Linked DNA regions of Danio rerio: region 1 is linked to region 2. Evidence: chromatin contacts called from public HiChIP or PLAC-seq data. All regions are on one chromosome and are shown on one strand. The core of a region is the stretch at or near the end of the contact, and the rest is flanking DNA. Distances in the headings are between cores, read along the strand shown.

What was found. HiChIP or PLAC-seq counts read pairs in DNA pulled down with a chosen protein or histone mark.
Region 1: an H3K4me3 HiChIP or PLAC-seq map of gastrula embryo shows a contact between it and region 2, with 6 times the contacts expected there. The contact joins the promoter of irs1 here to the promoter of mecom in region 2. A contact is called at or near these places in 1 of 18 Hi-C or Micro-C datasets (embryo) and 2 of 4 datasets of contacts at active chromatin or transcription factors (embryo and gastrula embryo).

The regions. Positions count from the first base shown.
Region 1 is chr15:38,600,174-38,603,351 of GRCz12tu, forward strand. It overlaps irs1 (insulin receptor substrate 1), which reads right to left and starts at 1,868. Exons shown (of 2, transcript XM_682610.11): 1 at 1-1,868. The coding sequence starts at 1,230.
Region 2 is chr15:38,330,758-38,333,645 of GRCz12tu, forward strand. mecom (MDS1 and EVI1 complex locus) reads right to left here and starts at 1,428. Exons shown (of 16, transcript XM_073923918.1): 1 at 1,119-1,428. The coding sequence starts at 1,155.

The DNA.
Region 1 (3,178 bases), core at 618-3,117, 270 kb after region 2:
ATCTGAGGAGATGAATCCGCCATCGCTGGGTGATCCAGATATCGAGGCACTAGAGCGACGTGGAAAGAGGCAGTCAGATGTGGAGCCATGCCCGCTCGTGCTGCTGGAGGACAGGCTGATGGGGCTGATGGCTGAGGGGGAGCACCGTGAGGTGGGCGTGGGTATTGATCTGCTGTGATTGAGTGGCGGGTGAAGTCTGGATCCCCCTCTGTGCCGTTGCGATTGAGGTCGGGCATTGCTCGGGCTGCTTGGACTCCCGTCCACAGATGCCGGCCTGGACATGGTGCCCTCTCCATCACTAGATGCTCTCACTCTAAACGAATGGCTGTGTTTGCCAGGCCTAACAGGAGAAGTGGCCGTCACACTCTCCGCCCGAGAGCGCCTGCCTAAGCCAACTTGACTAGGGGGAGGATTATTGTGATGATGCCGCCTGACAGGCACTGAGATGGGGTTTGAGCAGTTAGAAGATGACTGGCTTTTGCTGCGGGGTCTGAACTCCTCACTCATGGCTTTCATGGCTTCTAATATAGTTTCATGCATGTTCTGAGCCACAACAGAGTCATCCACTTGCATCCAAAACTCCCCGGGGCCTGTCACAGCAGATCGGCCGACTTCAATAAAAAAGAAATTTTCAGAGTGACCACATCTCCTAATGTTCATCAACTGCAAAACCACAGCTGCTGCATCCGAATTCAGTTTCACAAAGCTGATAGTCTTATTGGTGAGGCATAATCTGTAAACTCCAATCAAGTTCTTTGTGTGACCCAGACCCTTTGGTTTCAATATAACTTGCCAAACCTCTTTAAAGGCAGGTCCCGGCGTGGCTTCCCCGTAATTATCCTCGCCAACTCCACGGCCCGGGGCAGTTTCGTGGACCTTACCTCTGTTATGGAGATCAACCAGGGCTTCATACCATGACTCTTGCTCGATCTCGCTGTCAGCAGCGATAGCAAAGTACTCATCCTTGGTATAAAGCGCGACGAGATGTTTGTTTTTTGAATCCGCTCTTTTGTTGATGTTAAAGCAGCTCTCCAGCGGAATGGATCTTTTCGGCGCTCCAGACTTGTGTCTCCACTTCTTCTCGTTTTCATAGTACTCCAGTCGGGACGGTCCGGAGGCGCTCGCCGCCCTCAGTACAAAAAACCTTTTGTGCATGCTTTTGGGTTTCCTTAAATAACCCACCTTTTTCACGTCTGAAAAACATCCTTGCTCCGTAGTCGGGCTTGCCATGGTATATATATAAAAATATTTACAGAAAAATTGCAGGATCGGAAGTCAAAGCGTTACGTGTGCAATCTTCACCAAACGTGAACGCCGACACAAAAACGTTTCCATTTAGTAAAAATTGAGGAAAAATAACACTAAAACAAGTCACTTTTGTGCACTCCGACACGAGCTTCAGTTATAACAGTTCATTGATACCGTAGCACACTTGGATTATCGTCAGCAGCATTACATTGTTAAAACTAACTTTAAATAATCCATCGGACATCTTCAAAGAATATTGCAAGTACCGGAAAGCACCAAGTTTGTGATGTATAAAAATACAAAACAGTGATATTTACAAAACAGCGTCCTTTTCAGTCCAGAGATCCGAATGCATTATCAAAACAAGCGCAGTCAGCAGCGCACGACCCCGTTTACCCCGGAGATCAAAGCGCTGTCTGCAAAAATCCCAAAAGTGCAATTAAACAAAGCACGAGCGCGGAGTTTGCATCTCAGCGTTATTTAACAACGGAGATGTACCGAGTCCGTTTAAACCGCTGCATAAGTTCCTCCGAAAGTCGCTGAGTTTTCTTATTTTGCGAAGCCGTACCAGACCAAAACAAGCCACCGCTCGTGTGTGTTTGTATGGAGGAGTTGAGACTGGGGGGGTTGCAGCCTAGCTTGTTACGATGCAACCAATAATCCCGCCTATCGAGAAGCTGAACTCGCTGATTGGCCGGATCAAATGTCCATCATCCTGAGAGACATCTGATTCAAAAGTAACAGTGGGGATTTTGACTCATTCCAGTGACTCGAATCTTTTTGAACTAGTTGCTCTAAAAAGATTTATTTGCACTGATTGATTCAATAAAAGCGAATCCTTTGGGATAGACACGTAAGAGAACGAGTCGACTCATTCGCCAGCTAAATGAAGTTTTATTTAGAGGCGGTGTTGAAAAGACACCATGTAACTATGCGCTGCAGATATTTATAACCACACAATTGTAAAATGGGAAGTCATACTTTATAGCGGTCATGTTACTGTCTATTTACATGCATAAATATAGTGGCAAATGAACAATATGTACTTGTGTGTGTAATTGCATTGCTGAGGTGTTTTGAAGTGGACGTTTTAAGAGTACTGTGAGGATTAATTATGGCTGGATAATGTGTGTAGCATGTACAGTGTTGCACTATTAGAAGTCTATAGCTTGTTTTCAGCTGTCTGAGAATAGCATTTTCTATCTGGATTATGTAAGACAGAACTTAAATGAACAGCTATCTATCTATCTATCTATCTATCTATCTATCTATCTATCTATCTATCTATCTATCTGTCTGTCTGTCTGTCTGTCTGTCTGTCTGTCTGTCTGTCTGTCTGTCTGTCTGTCTGTCTGTCTATATGCAAATTTAATGATAACTGAAAAACCGAATCTCTATAGTCTGGCATTTAACACAATAAGAGTTGTTATCCTATTTTATTTAATTTTATTATTTAACTTTATTATGATATGCTATCTCAAAATATTTCTAAATGACTTTACTTTTATTATTAACTTTTATGATTACCTATTTACAGTTTTTCTCAGTCTCTTTTTTTTTTGCATTTCTCACAACATTATTTACATTTGCACAACAGTCAATGCATTTCTCAGAACAATTAGTACAAACTGCAAAACCTAGTTGATAACCTGCAAAAGCATGCCACATGCTCACAATGGATAGTTCATTCCTCAAAAGCAAGTATTGATGCCAATGAAAGTCTTAGTGTCATCAAGATGAAAAGTCCTGACATCATTGTTTATGAACAAGATAGTCAAATGGCTTTGTCATGTTTCATTATGACCGTTTACTCTGGACATTTTTTTCTAATGCAAAAACAATTTGGTGACACTTCCTGAAAATGCTCAAGACAGCACTTTCTACCATTTGCACAACCATTTGAAAACTACAGTAAAACTACACATCGTCA
Region 2 (2,888 bases), core at 178-2,677:
GATTAAAAAATAATATACGCAGGCTGCAAAAAATACTTTAGTTGGCATGTTGTTTGTTTTCTTTCGAGTTTCTCAGGTTTACAGTATATATAGTGAAACTTGAGCTTAAAAAAACTTTTATCTCTGCTCCGATGCCTATAAGCACTGTGAAATATGGAAATATTGCATGGATTTTCGTTGTTTATTGCAAAAGAGCAACAAAAAAGAAAAGTTAAGAAAATTGCTCAAATCAGACTCTGCAGCCCACTGCGCACGAGGGGGCCGAATTATTCACAGACCTGAGCGAAATACATTCGTTCCGAATAAATCTATTGAGGAGGGGAACAGCTTCCCACTAACTACTTGATGTTGAGTTTCGGCGTTTGAGCTTGTGTTGTGGCGTGGCATTGAACACACGCATTGAACGTCAACTCAAACAAGCGCCTAAGGCAACCCGTAATCAAAAGCTAAGATTACAGCCGACCGTTTAGAGGGCCATAACAAACAAAAACATTTCTCCAGGCTGTTCATACCGGAACAAAAATTCATAACGGGATTTGATCACTTGTTGCACAACCACTTTCGACAATTGCACAGGGAAAAAAAAAGAAATGTCCACAAATCAAAAATACTTCAAAGCACTTTTTTATCACAGTCCTGTTAATCTAGCATATGTGCAGTTCATTAGATTGCCTGTCGTAACATCAGATGGTAAGCTACCTGTTTGCATTTAAAAGCGTGCCTCCGCAGCTGGCTTTCTGTTGTCGACTATAGGCGAAGCTGTCTTTTCAAAGTCGCTGCTGCAAATTGATGTGACCGGAGCCGTAGAAACTTGCACGGAGGTGTTTTTTTATCGAACACCGGGGCGCTCGGGGCTCGAATAGAGAACGCGATTACAGCATGCGATAGTTAAAAAGTTTGCGCGCCACGCGCAACTTTGATGCCAGTTTCGAATCTAGGTTTGCCATGTCCGATCGCGAGCGACGCTTCTCGTTTAGCTTTTCCTCAACCTCCGCAAGCAAGTAATATTGCTGGGCTCTGCTGACTGTAACTGTTTAGAGACTAAAATGTTTCTATGCATCATAAACATGGACAAGATGGCAGTTTGAAAAGGGCTAAAAAGGAGATGTTGCACCTACCAGTGGTCAGTTTCCTTGCCCTGCCTTTGGACCTCATGATGCCCGTCTTTCGGCGTGGGTTCGTCGGATTTTTTCTCGAATCTTTTCCTCCTTTTTCTTTTTTCCTCTGTCCTTTTTCTCTGTGATTCTCAATCCCAGACGCACTATCTCTCCAGCATTGTCAGTTTGGACACCTTCGCACATGCGCACAGCCCCGAGCTGCCAGCATCGTCAAAAAAGTTTGGAACGATTCATCACCCAAGTATTACAGATCTTGTCAGGTTGCAATAGCCGGCGAGATCCCTCTCGTGTCAGATCTTCAGAGATCAGTGGGCGCGGGACGGAGCTATTCGCGACCTCCGGGTGCACGAGGAACCGGAGACATTAATTATAATGAAGCAGTCTCGAGCGTCCAAGGCGCCCGGTCTTTTGTGTTTTAAATGAAGACGCATTAATCACTGTTCGGGTAAATGACTATTGTAAAACGTTTTCATTAAACGTTTTATGTTGTTTAATTGAGACTTGACCATCGTTATGAATTTATGAAAATGATAAACTTTTACTTCTCTCCCCCTCCCTCAGCAGGCGCGTGGGCAGTCTGTACCGAGGGCAGCCCGCTGAATATTTTTTTCCTTTATGCGACAATTATTAATCTGTAAAGTTTAGTCTCTCTCTTTATGATTTAATGCCAGTTAATGACCAAATACACTGATACAGAATTAAAAAATGAAAACTGTAAAACAATCAATTATTTCCAAGTGTGTAAAACAAAGGTGTTAATGTTATCAGGTAGCAGTTGAGTTGTTTATCACAAATATAGGCTACTCTAATTTTTATGTGAAATGAAATGTGATCTCTGATGCCTTTTCATCGATGTCCAGCAATCTTCAAATTAAATGTATTGCACTGTAGACCTTTATCTGATATGATAAATTATCCTGGACCTGTATAACGAATTTATTAGCTTTATGTTATTTATTATTAGTTTTCAAGACGGGTGAGAATTTGTGAAACTCTTGGGTCATTAAGTTAATTGTCCATTAATTAGAAGCGCGTGACATCACGTTGACCTTGCCCATGAACCTTTAAAAGGGTCGCTTGCCCCTCACTGGCGGTATTGATTGCTAAGTATTTCTAAAACGGATCCAATTAATCTGACATCACTCTGCATAAAAATGAATGGCGCAGAACAAACATCAGCTGCCGCCCACGACTATCTGAGCTGACCAGCACTTACTAAAGCTTACTCGAATAAAACCCACAAGAGTAAACAGAAGAGGAGAAAATGATGGTTCTTTAAATATACAAATCATGATGCAATTATCAAATATCAGTGATCATTAAAAATATCTTGATATCTAATAAAGCCATATTAGAATTGATCTAAAACTCAGCTAAATTGCCCAAATAAGAATTTGTCTTGCATATCAAAAGAACAATAAAATGGGCCAATATTTATTCACATACATGCATGCAACTTATTAGATTGAAACACAAAATATAATATATATATATACAATATAATATATAAAAGTTATATAAAACATAATTTGTTATTATTTTATACTAAATAAAATATATGCACAAAAGAATAAGTACACCATTGCACTGCATGCAACTTCTGTAAGACAAACAAAAACAGAAGAAAAAAAAGTGTGAGCAAGAGAGAAAGGGGGGGGGGGGTTGGGGGGGGGGGATGGCTGTCAGTGCAGTTGTGGCTACCTCTACTTTGCTTAACCATACATTGGCATTAGAAGAGTTTTATCCATTCGCAATCTCTTACCGTGCTTA